5 separate regions of the Mus musculus genome follow, and regions 1, 3, 4 and 5 are each linked to region 2. Evidence: chromatin contacts called from public Hi-C, Micro-C and promoter capture Hi-C data. All regions are on one chromosome and are shown on one strand. The core of a region is the stretch at or near the end of the contact, and the rest is flanking DNA. Distances in the headings are between cores, read along the strand shown. Region 1 holds the start of Rad52 (RAD52 homolog, DNA repair protein). Region 2 holds the start of Tmem121b (transmembrane protein 121B). Region 3 overlaps Wnt5b (wingless-type MMTV integration site family, member 5B). Region 4 holds the start of Mical3 (microtubule associated monooxygenase, calponin and LIM domain containing 3). Region 5 holds the start of Erc1 (ELKS/RAB6-interacting/CAST family member 1).

Evidence for each region. Hi-C and Micro-C count contacts between places; a contact is called where the count stands out from the background. Capture Hi-C pulls out chosen DNA fragments and counts their contacts.
Region 1: a contact with region 2 is called in a promoter capture Hi-C map of liver, with 2.5 times the contacts expected there. The contact joins the promoter of Rad52 here to the promoter of Tmem121b in region 2. A contact is called at or near these places in 2 of 39 promoter capture datasets (liver and neutrophils), 3 of 115 datasets of contacts at active chromatin or transcription factors (double positive thymocytes, effector CD8 T cells and memory CD8 T cells) and 1 of 9 other capture datasets (liver).
Region 3: a contact with region 2 is called in a Hi-C map of CD4 T cells, with 2.3 times the contacts expected there. The contact joins the enhancer-like site here to the promoter of Tmem121b in region 2. A contact is called at or near these places in 5 of 39 promoter capture datasets (liver, neutrophils, pre-B cells and 1 more), 1 of 484 Hi-C or Micro-C datasets (CD4 T cells) and 1 of 115 datasets of contacts at active chromatin or transcription factors (thymic regulatory T cells).
Region 4: a contact with region 2 is called in a promoter capture Hi-C map of pancreatic islet. The contact joins the promoter of Mical3 here to the promoter of Tmem121b in region 2. A contact is called at or near these places in 1 of 39 promoter capture datasets (pre-B cells), 1 of 115 datasets of contacts at active chromatin or transcription factors (large pre-B cells) and 1 of 9 other capture datasets (pancreatic islet).
Region 5: a Micro-C map of embryonic stem cells shows a contact between it and region 2, with 3 times the contacts expected there. The contact joins the promoter of Erc1 here to the promoter of Tmem121b in region 2. A contact is called at or near these places in 1 of 39 promoter capture datasets (neutrophils), 1 of 484 Hi-C or Micro-C datasets (embryonic stem cells) and 2 of 115 datasets of contacts at active chromatin or transcription factors (embryonic stem cells and memory CD8 T cells).

Annotation. Positions count from the first base shown.
Region 1 is chr6:119,901,291-119,903,990 of GRCm38.p6, reverse strand. Rad52 (RAD52 homolog, DNA repair protein) reads right to left here and starts at 1,293. Exons shown (of 12, transcript NM_001166381.1): 1 at 1,156-1,293.
Region 2 is chr6:120,492,538-120,495,237 of GRCm38.p6, reverse strand. Tmem121b (transmembrane protein 121B) reads left to right here and starts at 1,292. Exons shown (of 1, transcript NM_033567.2): 1 at 1,292-2,700. The coding sequence starts at 1,484.
Region 3 is chr6:119,500,852-119,503,551 of GRCm38.p6, reverse strand. The region is part of intron 1 of Wnt5b (wingless-type MMTV integration site family, member 5B); the gene reads left to right. Among named protein-coding and RNA genes, the nearest start is that of Gm30690, 16 kb to the left of the region's middle. Within about 2 kb of position 1,336, at least 48 of the 459 cell types and tissues checked have an H3K27ac peak or open chromatin away from gene starts, as enhancers often do. A contact at or near this core is called in pre-B cells and thymic regulatory T cells, where this site is marked.
Region 4 is chr6:121,129,622-121,132,321 of GRCm38.p6, reverse strand. It overlaps Mical3 (microtubule associated monooxygenase, calponin and LIM domain containing 3), which reads left to right and starts at 1,300. Exons shown (of 32, transcript NM_001270475.1): 1 at 1,300-1,552.
Region 5 is chr6:119,846,704-119,849,403 of GRCm38.p6, reverse strand. Erc1 (ELKS/RAB6-interacting/CAST family member 1) reads left to right here and starts at 1,254. Exons shown (of 21, transcript NM_053204.2): 1 at 1,254-1,527. It overlaps 3110021A11Rik (RIKEN cDNA 3110021A11 gene), which reads right to left and starts at 1,211. Exons shown (of 1, transcript NR_030776.1): 1 at 375-1,211.

The DNA.
Region 1 (2,700 bases), core at 44-2,543, 590 kb after region 2:
GGTATCCCTTATAACTAGAGATATAGACAGTTGTAAGCCACCATGTGAGTGGTGGGAATTGAACCCAGGTCCTTGGGAAGAGCAGCAGCCAGTTTTTTAAATAAAATATAATTCACATCATTTCCTCTCTCTCTCCTCCAATCCCTCATATCCCTCTCTCAACTTCATAGCCTTTTTCTGTTTTGTTTTACACAGACAACAGAGACATACATATATGAATAAATAAATATAACCCCTAAGTCTGTTTAATGTAGCATGTACATGTACAATTTTAGGGCTGATCACTTGGTACTGGGTAATCCATTAGGGGGTTCATCTCTGGGAAAGCCATTCTCCCTTTCTGACAGTCATTAATTGCGTATAGCTCTTCATCTAAGGGCGGGGCCCTTTAAGACCCCTCCCCCAATCCAAGTTGGCATGTCAACTGGTGCTGTTAATTGTCCAGGTCTTATTAAAGAAGCAATATTGAGATGGCCATGTAGGGGAATCAGCCTAGATGACCATCAACTTAATCAACTGATGGATAATTCAAACGAGATACAAACATCGGAACTTTATTCTGCGGAACAGATCCCACCGAAACCCACACAAAGTACTGTATTTCATACAAGTGAAACAGGTTCACTGACAAAGCAGACGGGGGTCCTAGGATGACGGGAAAAGTGAGAGGGAGAGCTAACTGTGGCTTCTGGATTTATTTAGGAGTGATGAAAATGTTATGGAATTCGATGTTGCTAGGGGTTACACAACCCCCAAGCATATGAGTAACCAGAGAACTGTACACCCCCGAGGAGTGAATTTAACCGTACTAATGCACGCTTCGTTTTTCAAAGTCCAGAAAGGCTACCCTGAATGTCAAACTCCTCAAGTCCACAGTTTCTTCTCAGCCCCACCGACTCCCTCCGACTTCACCCTGTCCTAGACAGTCCTGTTAACAGTCAGCGCGCGTGTCGCACGGTGCTCCCGAGCACGCGGTCAGCAACCCCGGACCAGGCGCCTCCCTCCAGATCCAGCGCAACCGTGGGGGCTTCAGGGCTCGGCCTCCCCGGTGGAGACGCCCCCGTGCCGGGCGTGTCCAGCAGCCGCCCGAATCCGAAAGGCCCCACGCTCCCCGACCCCGCTAGAACCACCCCGGCGAGGACCGTCCTCACTCACGCGCTTCGGAACGCGGTGCACGCAGGAGCTCGGTCCGGGTGCCTGCCGGGAAGCCGGAGAGGGCCTCGCAGAAGGAATGGAGACTCTGCAAGCTCAGAGTCCTCGCCCAAAGAAAAACAGAAGGAAAGGCCGTAAGTCAAGTCAGAAGGCGCCGAGAGCCGCAAAGCAGGCTGTCGCAAATCAAGTCGCGAACTGGAAGCGGCGGAGGACTCAGCATCCTGAGCGCTCTTGGGCTGTTATCTCACCGCCCGCGGCGATCAGCCTTCCCGCAGCCGCAGCAAGCCGCTTCGGTTTCCGTAGGCGCCCTGCGAGGGTCCCTGGTGTGACCCGGCTGGGTGACGCCCGGAGCCAACCTCTCCTCGGTGTGCTTTTAAACTCTGAGACCCTGGCAGCCAGTGGGATTTCCCCTGAAATTCAACCGGAACTAACTGGATGACAGTTACACTTTAGGCATCACTCCAAGTTAAACACAGACTGATCTCAGTTTATGATGTTTTCTGCTTTACAACAGATCTACGTCTCCAATGTGTAGTTTATATACTGAGAACTTTTTGTTTTTAATGGTCAGGCCTTCAGATTGTTGCAATTTAACCAATTCATTATATGGCCACTATATCCAGGATCTTTCGTGTTTTCCTAGATGGTTGACTTAACTAATCTTCCCAGAAACACGGAGTCAGATGCAGTTAATAAATAAATCGAAAGTCCTTTAGCACATTGTAGGGTCCATACTGACAAGACCAAGATAACAGGACAATGACACTAGCTACAAGAGAAACTCAGAATTCTGTTTCTGGAATTAGCTGGTCACTCAACTTGCCCATTACTTGCACAAAAAGGAAAGACTCTTTCTCAGGGCAGTGGTGGCCACATCTTTAATCCCAGCACCCAGGAGACAGGGGCAGGCAGATGTCTTGAGTTCGAGGATGCTACACAGAGAAACTCTGTCTCGAAGAAAAGAAAAACATCATTTGAAACTGTGCTACTGGCCGATGCAAGAGTACCAAATTTCCATTCTGGTGGCACAGACCTGTAACTCAAACTACTGGGGAAGCTGAGATAGGAGAATCCCAAAATCAAGGACAGCCTGGGCTTAAAACCTGTCTAGGTAAAAAGAGGGTTGGCATTATAGCTTAGTAGTAGGACTCTTGCCTGGCATGTAGGAAGTAATGGACTCAATCCCAACGACAGGGGAGGAGAACCTGAACATCTACGGCTACAGAGATCGCTCCACAGTTTAAGAGCACGTACTATTTCAGAGAACCTGAGTTAGGTTCCCCACATCCAAATTAGGGGACTCACAACTACCTGTAACTACAGTTCAAGGGGACCCAGTGCTCTCTTCTGGCCTCTGAAGGCACCGTAAACATACGACACTCATTTGCCCAGACACACAAAACATGTATACATATAAATAAAAACAAATCTTTTTTAAAAAAATAGACTATTAATCTGTTATCCGTGCGCCTCAGAACGTGGTGCTTGCAGGAGCTTGGCCCCGGGTGCCTGCAGGAGCTTGGCCCCGGGTGCCTGCAGGGAAGCCGA
Region 2 (2,700 bases), core at 43-2,542:
GTGGGGTTGGAAGGGGGAGGGCAGCCCCTAGGCAGACTCAGCCCATGGACCGGAATGGGCAAGGCTGGCCTTGAACCTTCAAAGCTCCTGTTTCAGGTTCCTGAGTACCTGGGGTTACAGAGGAGCTGGCTTGTGACACCAGGCTCTGCTGGAGTTTATTCTTTTGCATGCTTCCATACCTCTAAAGATCCCCCCACCCCCTTTCTTGGTCAGACATATTTTCCTGTTATTTCATCTCCTGCTTTAGCTTTTTTTTTTTTTTTTTGATGACAGGGTCTCACATAACCCAAAGCTGGCCTCAAACTTGCTATGTAGTCAATGGTGACTTTGGATTTCTGAGCCTTCTGCTCGACCTCCTCAGACCTGGAATCAGATGTGGGGTGATGGGGAGGAACCCCTCCGCGCTGCATGCAAGCTAGGTACAAACCTTTCAGAATACCAAAGATGAGCCTGGCTAAGCAAGCAACTGCCCCACCCCAGGTCTCCAGAGTGGCTTCCTGCCCTGGCCCTGGCCTCCCCTACCCCAGGACTAGACAGTGGTATTTGCACCCCACCCTCTTCCTAAGCCCTCTTCTCAGCAATTATATTCAGGGAGCCTTTTCATTAACTGGAAACTGAAGATCTCCGAGGGGAGGACAGCTTTGGATGTGTGAAAATGCAGTACTTGGTTGGGAGTGCTCCTTCTGAATAATAGAATTGGGGGTGGTGTTTGTTTGGTTTGGTTTCTGGTGGTGGGTTGGAACCCAGGACTGGATGCATACAAGGCGGGTCATTCTACCAATTGAGATACACCATCCCCGAGCTCTTTCTGGTTCTTTTTTTATTTAACTTTTTAATCACTTCCATTGAGTTCTCAGGGCCTTTACGGAAGGAGATGGCAGAATGGTCGTTGGCGCACAGAGGAGAAGTTGGCTTGCGCTTCCTCCTGATAGGCAAGAAAGGACAGTGGTGCTTGGAAGCACGAAGTTGTGGTCTACACTGAGACCAAGGCCACCCAGCAGTTCAGGTTCAGCCCTTAGGGCTGTGGAGCTAGAGACTTCATGTTCCTATCCCGCCTGGCCTGATACGCTTTCAACTCTACTCCGGCACCTCAGTTCTCCCTCCTTTCCTTCCTGCTGATCCAGCCAGCCAGGCTTTCTCCTCCTCTATTCTCGCCTCCTCTCTCCCTCGAATCCAGTCCTGGTTTCCCCGCTGCCAGCTCCTTCTGCTGCCTGCTGGGCTCGCTCCCCTCCTCCGCCCCCGCCTCTCCGGTCCCGGCGGTCTGCTCGGCTCCCCCGCGCTCCCCCAGCTCAGCCACCCGCGGCTTCACTCGCCCAGTCCGGCCGCTCCAGTCCGGATCTCTCTGCCTCCCGACCCGGGTGCGAGTTCCAGCAGCTGGCGAGGAGGCGGCAGCGGCTGGCCCGGGTTCCCCTCTGCCGCCTCGTCAGCCCGAGGTTGACGGGGAGAGAGCGGCCGGGCAGCCCCTGGAGCCCCTCCGAGGACAATGCACCCGGCGCTGGGCCACCCTCGCGCGCTCTCGTCCGCGCCCGCCTCCTTTCCGCCGCCCCCCGCCGCAGCCCGGCTACAGCCCCTCTTCCTCCGGGGGGGCTCCTCCCGCGGCCGGAGAGGCTCGGGCGACAGCAGCACCAGCACCAGCACCAGCCGCGGGGGGTGCGGCGGCAGACGCGGCGGAGGCGGCGGCTCCCCGAGCAGCAGCACAGGCGCGGAGCGAGAGGACGACGACGAGAGCATTAGCATCAGCAAGCCACTGGTGCCCGCCGCCGCCGCGCTCCCCGGGCCCCCAGCTCAGGGGGGCGTCCCAGTCTCCGCCACCGCGCCCGCCGCCGCCTCCTCCACTTCCACGCCCACCTCTTCCTGCAGCATGACCGCCGCGGACTTCGGCGCGGGCGCCGCGGCCGGCACCGTCGGGGGCCCCGGGAGCCGCTCGGCGGTGGGCGCAGGCGGCACCGGGACCGGCGGCGCCGCCTCCTGCTGCTCGTGCTGCTGTTGCTGCTGCGGCCGCCCCACTCGCTCCGGCCGTAGGGGTCGGCGCCGGGGCTGCTCGCCAAGCCCCGGCTGCCGCTGGGGCTACCAGGCGCTGTCTGTGGTGCTGCTGCTGGCGCAGGGCGGTCTGCTGGACCTGTACCTCATTGCAGTCACTGACCTGTACTGGTGCTCTTGGATCGCCACCGACCTCGTGGTGGTGGTGGGCTGGGCCATCTTCTTCGCCAAGAACAGCCGGGGCCGTCGGGGCGGCCCAGCGAACAGCATGCACAACCACCACCAGCTCCACCACCACTCGGCTCCGCCTCTGCACCTATCCGCAGCGGCGTCGGCGGGGGCCGGGGCCAAGGCTCGCGGGGGCCGAGGAGGTTCTGGAGGCTCCGGAGCCGGGCCGGGGACGACTGGGGCAGCGGGCGAGTTCGCTTTTGCGTACCTGGCCTGGCTCATCTACTCCATCGCTTTCACCCCTAAGGTGGTGCTCATCCTGGGCACATCCATCCTGGACCTCATCGAGCTGCGCGCGCCCTTTGGCACCACGGGCTTTCGCCTTACCATGGCGCTGTCCGTGCCGCTGCTCTACAGCCTAGTGCGTGCCATTAGCGAGGCGGGCGCGCCCCCGGGCTCGGCGGGTCCCCTGCTCCTGCAGCCACAGCAGCATCGCGCCGCGGGCTGCTTCCTGGGCACGTGTCTGGACCTGCTGGACAGCTTTACACTGGT
Region 3 (2,700 bases), core at 87-2,586, 990 kb after region 2:
AGCCAGTGAGTTCCAATTTCACTGGAAGACCCCATTAGATAACTAATATGGAAATGTTAATAAGATGCCGATGTTGACCTCTGGCCTCCCCATGCAGGATTCCCTTGGCAGGGACACAGAAATTACCAGAGTCTTTTGAGACCATGCTGAGATTTTAATAGATTTCCAGTAAGGTTTCTGCTGCAAGATGGTGCCTGATGTGTTTTCAGTCTCCGTTAAAAGTTCTGTCTCCTCATGGGAAACTCAGTAGAGTCCTATGCTCTGGGGATCCCAGATTGTCACCCACGTCCTTTGAGTCCTTCCAGAAGTCACCTCTGTGGGAACTAGCCTAATCCCATGAGCCTGGCTTTAATCACTCCATAAGGTAGATCCTTCCCGACCCAAACATCCAAAGATCACGCCACCTCTAACAGGTATCTTAGTTGCTCTCTCACATTAGGGATCACGTTTCGGTACGATTTTTTTTTTTTAGAGACAAATTAATTTCAGACCATAGCATCCCTTGTAAAGTCATCCACTATAATCAAAATACAGGACATTGCTCCACCCTAAAATCTTCCTTTTGTCCCTTTGCAATCTGATTCGGGTTTTGTTCATGCAAATAACGAGCCTGTCTAAATACAGGAATTTTGTGTTTATTTCGTATTTGTGTGTGGTATGTGTACATAGATGCACATGGGTGTGGAGGCCGGGGTTAAACAGTAGGTTCCCTTCCATGATTTCTCTCCACCTTTGTTTTTGGGCTCTTTAAGTGAAATTTTAGGGTTCCCCCTGCCTTGTCTTCGACTATCTGGGCCCAGCTTTTTTTTTTTTTTTTTTTTTTTTCCTTTTATGTGGGTCTGGGGCTCTTACACTTACATGGCAGGTATTTTACTGAGCATATCTCCAGATCCACAGGAATGTTTTAACCAAATCAAAACACTGTTTATTACATAATAGGCCTTTTGAATTCCCAAGTGAGCCTCAGTTGACTTTAGCACATAGCCCTCAGGGTACACCCCAAAGTCCTCTCACTGGGCCACCAAGCAGAGTCCTGCCTCGTTTTTGAAAGCATGCCAAGGGACCCCGACTGGCAAACATCCAGCAGAGGCTAGAAAGTAGCCTCTAAGTAAAGACTCTGCACCTGCACTACAGATTCAGTTGTAACTTGTCACCAAGAAGTCACCAGAGAACTGTGACCAAGAAGATGATAGAGCCGTGTCAGTACCTTAGCAAAACACCCTCGTGGAAATCGGGTCGAAATTAGAAAGGGTAAGATATGTCTTACGTGTGATAGCAGGGAGGGCATGAGAGGCTGAGCAGAGAGCTTGCAGCCTCTCAGCATGAAGCAAGCAGTGAGGCAGCCGAGGCATTGCTGGAAACCGGAAGTGACTGAAAGGGAACAGTCTCGCGCTTCTTTCAAAATCTAGTGCTGTGTGAATAAACTAGACCTAGTTTACTTTACATGTGACCCAACATCATAGTGTTTCTGAGAAAACATAAGGTCTGGGGACAGGGAGATCCTCAGCAGGTCAAGGCCTTTGCGGCTGAACCTGATGACTTGAATTTGATCCCTGAGCCCCACATACTGGAAGAAGAGAATTAGAACCACGGGTGTCTTCTGACCTCCTCACATATGCAGTGGTACCCACTCCTGCGCACATACAAACACACAAGATGAATGTTTTTTTTTAAAAGAAGACATAGGCTGGGCAGTGATGGCACACACCTTTAACCCAGCATTCATGGGGCAGAGGCAGGTGGATCTCCGTGAGTCTGGTCTACAGAGTGAGTTCCAGGACAGCCAGGAATACACAGAGAAACCCTGTCTCAAAAAAGAATGAAAGAAGGGAGGGAGAGAGGGAGGTAGGGAAGAAGGGAGGGAGAGAAGGAGAGAGAGAGGCAGGGAGGGAGGGAGGGACAGAGGGAGGGAGAGAGGGAGGTAGGGAAGAAGGGAGGGACAGAGGGAGGGAGAGAGGCAGGCAGGGAGGGAGGGAGGGAGGGAGGGAGGGAGGGAGGGAGGGACAGAGGGAGGGAGAGAGGGAGGTAGGGAAGAAGGGAGGGACAGAGGGAGGGAGAGAGGCAGGCAGGGAGGGAGGGAAGGAGGGAGGGAGGGAGGGAGGGAGGGAAGAAAAGGAGGGAGGGAAGAAGGGAGGGAGAGAGGCAGGGAGGAAGGGAGGAAGGGATTCTCTGACACCAGGACCAGAAGAGGATCCCGATTTGGGTTCCACTAGATCAGATACTTGTCTTATCAGAGCAGCCATCACGGCCCTGGGGGTGTGACTCAGTGGGTAACTGAATGTTGGCCCAGCACCCACATAAAGAAAAGTGGGTACACAGAGACTGAAGAAATGACCATCCAGAGACTGCCCCACCTGGGGATCCATACCATAAACAACCACCAAAACCAGACACTATTGTGGATGCCAGCAAGCGTTTGCTGACATGACCCCGATATAGCTGTCTCCTGAGAGGCTCTGCCAGTGCCTGACAAATACAGAAGTGGATGCTCACAGCCATCCATTGGATGGAGCACAGGGCCCCCAATGGAGGAGCTAGAGAAAGTACCCAAGGAGCTGAAGGGGTCTGCAACCCTATAGGTGGAACAACAATATGAACTAACCAATAACCCCAGAGCTCGTGTCTCTAGCTGCATATGTAGCAGAGAATGGCCTAGTCGGTCATCAATGGGAGGAGAGGCCCTTGGTCCTGTGAAGGTTC
Region 4 (2,700 bases), core at 51-2,550, 640 kb before region 2:
GGAACCCCTGGAGCTGGCGTTACAGATGGTGGTTAACTACCGTGTAGGTGCTAGGGATCAAGCCTAGATTTTTGGAAGAGCAGTCAATGCTCTTAACCACTGAGCCTTTGCTTCAGTCCTTTAACCTTCTGTTTCCTTTTATTTTGTTTCGTTTGGAGACAGTGTCTCACTATTAAGCTCCAACTGTCATAGAACTCACTCTGTAGACCAGGCTGGCCTCAAACTCACAGAGATACACCTGCTTCTGTCTCCCAAGTGCTGGGATTAAAGGTGTGCACCATTACATCTGGCTTAATCTGTTCTTGAAGTACACTTTTTTTTTTGTCCAATTTCTTTTTAACTTTTTGTTTTTGCTTTTCTGTTTCCCTCATTGTTGGATACAGAACTCTTACATAGTGAATAAGAACCCCATGTCCTGAGTTGCTTCCCCAGTTCTTCACTGAAAAAATTTTTCTCTCTAGTATTTTAGTGTTGTTTTTGTTTGTTTGAGGGTCAGGAGTTCAAAGTCACCCTTAACTATTAATATACAGTTCAAAGCCAGCCTTCCATATTTAATGAGACTCTTGCCTTTTAAAAAGGAAAGAATAAAAAGAAATAAAATTGTTTTCCAGAATAATTATATTGTTAAGGTGTTAATCTTTCAGGGTTTAGAATTTAGAGATATTTTATCACTTAGGATTATGGCCTTTGGATTGAGTCTTTGGGGATCAAAGCCTGCGTTCACGATCAAAATTAACATTGTAACAAGAACAACTTAATTTGATAAGCATTTTCTAAGACAACTTTGTATCTTTGATCCTAGGGCTCAAAGAGGTTAAATGACCCTCCCATTAGCATCCTTTGCTTGGTCCCTTCTCTAGCTCCCCGGAGCTCGCCCGCGGCTGGCACCCGCTGGGAGTTCTGTTTTCAAGAGCAAGCCTAGCAAACATTCTGTTCTGTGTGCAGCGGGATCCTCTGGGGCAGGGCGCCTGGGATAGTGCTGGAATTTCTAATCCTTATGATGTTCCTGTGTGTGTTGACTGGGGAGGGAAAAGAGGAGAAAAAGGATAGCAGGGGTAGTTCGGGTTTGGATTTAGGTTTGAGTCGAAAGAACGATTTATCTGTGCTGGAACTTCATTTCATTTGGGTCACTTGAGGCTCAACCGATGCCCAGGAGAGAGGCCAACGCATCATCGCTTATCCGTTACCTTTCCTCCACAGCCTTCCCCAGCCACCAGGGTAGGCGCCTGCTCCTGGTTACCGTGGCAACCGCGAGGAGCCCTAGACAGCTCTGCTACGGCACTTTCTGCAGCCCTAGCTGAGATGCAGCGGTGAGGGAGGACAGACAGAGGCAGACCCCGGGTTCTTCGTTCCTTCTTCGCTGCTCCGATGAAAGAAGTGTGCCTCGGGGCTTCTGAGTGAGAACCTTTGATGGGATTCTAGCTGGAAGGTGGAGTCACCACACTCAGGATGCATGCAGCCACAACAGCAGCACCTGTGTCCTGAGGACCAGCCAATCTGGGGAGGCAAGCTCTCACCGGCGAGGAAGATGCGGGTGTGAAGCCCCAAGTCCGTAAGTACCACCAAATCTCCCCTTGGGTGAGCAAACCCCTTAAAGAAAAAGGTTCTGTGTCTTGATTGACGCCTTTAAAAATATTTATCACATCTTTCAATTGTTTATGCCTTGCTTTGCCTTTCTGACATATGTGGGATTCTTGGAACAATTCTGTCTGCCTTTAAACGCATGGCTCTCTTAAGCAGTGGGAGCTACACCCGGGTATCCTTGTCTCCTTTACCGCACAACGCCCCATCAGCGGATACCGTGCACCATAAGCACACGCCCCAAAGACTGAGAAACACAGCGCTCAGTTTCTTAGCCAATACCGTCCAATTTTCTTTATTCTTTAACACCCCCCCACAACCCCCACCAAAGAAATAACATCCCTAGGCAAGCCAGTGGTATGCCAGTCGGAGGACTGCCCGGGGATCCTCACGACACCGTGTCCTTCCTGCAAGCTCAATGTGAATCCATTAGCTCATCCACAGGCGACAATTGTTACACTCGGAGGGACATTCATTTCGGTCCAGTAGAGGGCGCCGGCGCTCGCCTCCACAACCGGGTAAACAGGCCAGAGATGCCATCCCCACAAGCACAGGCATGCACGTGCCCCTGGCTGCGGAGGACTCGGCGCAAGTCAGCCTCTGTCGAGCGTTAACAAAGGGATGGTTATGTTGGTTCCCCTCTGGAAGTCAATGGAAGGGCGAAAAGAGACTTTCGGAGCACTGCGTTTGTTTCAGAACCGAGGGAGCATGTTTCCAGGGCAAAGTACTTTCTGTATATTCGTCAGGTCCTCTCCCCCCCCCACCCCCACCCCCGTCAACCCCTCCTCTCCCACCTCCCACCCCCAATCTATTCTTGCCTAGCCATGGCACTAGGACGAAGTGTTTAGAATGTATCGCGTTGGAAAGACAGGAGAAAAGGGGGAGAGACCTAGATGGAATGAGCGATAAAGGGACGGCTGCACTGCTGGCCCCTGCAGTAGTCCGCCCTAGCTACTGGGGTCTTCCCAAGTGATTCTAAAGCACCGAGGTTGCCCGCCACCATTCTAATCAGGATGACGTATACAGGTGAACTCCGTACGCTGCTGCTGGAGGGCGGGGTATATTGTTTTTGTGATGCGCGACTAGCCGCTGTGTGGAAGAAAGCATGCAGGAGCCGAG
Region 5 (2,700 bases), core at 5-2,504, 650 kb after region 2:
CTGAAGGGGAATCAGTTTAGTGTGCCCAAGGAGCTGTAATGACCCAAGTGCATTTTGGAAGGGAACAATTAGAGAATCTGGAAAGGACAAAATATAGTTTGGTGGATGAACGTGAATACTACAGGATGGGGGAAGATGTTAATGGGATTAGGAAGAGTGTAAGCCGGTTAATTATGATGGTGGGAGGTTAGGGATGAGTAAACCGGTGAGTCTTAGCTCCTCTCATCTCAAAGGCATTTCAAATTAGCTTAATAAGCGCTGTGAGTATGGGGATGAGTGTAATTCACACCACCCTTGGATTTTCGGCTTAGAGATAGCTTATCTACATTTTTAAGATTAGTAACTATGTGTTGCCCCCACCTCCGTATTTTTTTTTTTTTTTTTTTTTTGGCTTGCTCTTGACAAAAGGCAAAGGTTGAAATTCAGCAGCAGAAAACTGGGCTGTCTAAAATAAGGTAGCAGCTGCTTTGTAGTTCGCCTTGCTTGGTGTGAGGGCTAAATAAAAAAGGTAACGCGGTGAAGCATTTGGCACAGTACACTGCATGTGGACATCAGGTTCCGCCCACACTCTTCCTCCCTGGAATGATCCTTGCAAAAAAAGCCACCTACTGAGGCGAGGGTCTTTTGCCATGACCGCTTGGACAGCCCAGATGACTCAAGAGTATTATTGCCTTCCACAGCCTCACAGCGCAAAAGCCAAGGGTGAGAGAAGCTAACTTCTCTTGGACAAAGGGTGTCCAGGCAGCCGTGGCTCTAATGACAAGCCCTGAGCTATTTATTTCCTAAGGTGGCGGCCGTCCCAGGGTTCGGGTAACGGGCTTGCCAAGGAAGGGGCGGGGCGACTCCAGGTTTGGGAAAGGCCACTCCACTCCTGGGGCTTCCAGCAGTCCACGTCCTACGGCAAGCAGGAGGAGACAAACGCCGCCCCTCCTCGTCCGCACCTTCCTCGCTCAATATCGCGGCCCGGGCTCCCGGTGGACGCTCGGCCGTGGGTGTGGGTGTGGGTGTGTGTGTGAGGGGCGGCGCTACGTGTGGCGCAACCCTGCCTCGGCACCCAGTTACCTTCGCGGCCTCGGAGCGCCGCACTTGTCGATCCTGGCGCGCGGTCCCGTGGAGCGGCGTAGCGGGGCGCTTCCCAGTGGGACGAGGGAAAGCCCAGCGGCCCGGGAGAGCGGGAGGCGGGGCGAGGGCGCCGCGCGGGCGACAGGGGGTGGGGCTAGGTGTGCGCGGGGGGCGGGGCGTGGTGACGTCGCGGGCGCCGGTCGTGCTGTGGCGGTGGCGGCGGCGGCGGCGGCTGTGGTAGTGTCGGCGGCAGGCTGTCCGGGAAGCAGTAGCAGCAACCGCAGCAGCAGCGGCGGCCCTGAGGAGAGTAAGGCGGCCGCGTCGGCAGCGGCTCGCTCGTCAGGCGGAACCTCGATCTGCCCAGAGGTCGCAGGCGCCGAGGCATTTGTCGTTTCCTACCCGGCTCGGCGCTCCCGGCCCTGGCTGGGCAGGGCAGAGCGCCCCTGGGGAGGGGCGGAGCTGTAGGTGAGGCTTGGGGACCCCTCCCCCTCCTTTTTGGGCCGGGGGTGGGGAGGAGGATGGGGAGGTCGGGAGGGCGGACCCCGCCCCAGCGCACCCGAGCCCACCGGCGGCCGCGCCCTGCGGAGCTCCCGGATTGGGCGGGAGCGAAGGCGCTGGCGGTAAGGATCGCTGCTGGAGGTGGGAGGTGGGGGGCTTCTGGCCCACCGAGAGCCGAGGGTGGGAGGCATGATGTGGGGCTATTGGGGAGCCCTGGAGTTGGGGTGCGGCCAAGGTGGATCGGATGTAAAATGTTTAAGATGATCTTATTATTTTGAACCTGGTTAGATAGAAGAGGAAAGGTTGTATTTCAGATGGAAAATGAGGCATGGATGTCGCCTTGGAGGTAGCTGGAGGGGCTACTGCAGCAGATCTCACATTGCCACTCTAGGGTTTTGGTTCTTTTCTTGGTCAGATGAGTAGAATTCGCTGAGGGAAGAGAATCCCTTTGCGTTGACTTGGGGTTGGTAAATTGGGAGCGCGAGTGAGTGAGGTTTTTACACACAAGAAGGAAGATGTTGGTGTTTAGACAACTTCATTCTATAGCAACCAACCATGAAGGAGTGAGTCTCATTACTCTTAGCCCCTCAAAAGTGCTATCAGCCTTTTCTTTTCCTTGCCCCCCTCAACCCCCTCTCCTGTGCTTGATCTCTTTGTACCATTTTTCATTTTTGAGTTGACCCGTTAAGAAAAGGCCCTGGACTCAGAGTAATAGTTGCAGGTGGTTGTGGCTGATTGCTTTGAGCGAACTGTGAACAGTTCTGTTGGAGATGACTGTATGAAATTGCTTAAGCGTTTAAAGTGCAACTGTCTCTTACATCTTGTTTTTCAATAGACCTTGATACATTTTGCGTTTATTTAATCATTATGTGTGTGTGCCTGGCATACACACGATAGATTACTCCCTCCCTCTTTGAGGTCAAAGGTCAAAGCTTTTGGGACTTGGTTCTCCCACTGTGGATGGCTGGGATCAAACTTTGGTTATTAGACTTGTGACATAAGCACTTTTTTCTGTTGAGTTATCTGGATGTCCCTATTTTTCCGATTCTTCTTCTGTCTCAGCCTTCCAAGTGTGAGATTAGACATGATCTGGCTTTCTTGAAGATCGATTTTATTTTTTTATTTTCAGGTGTACTTACT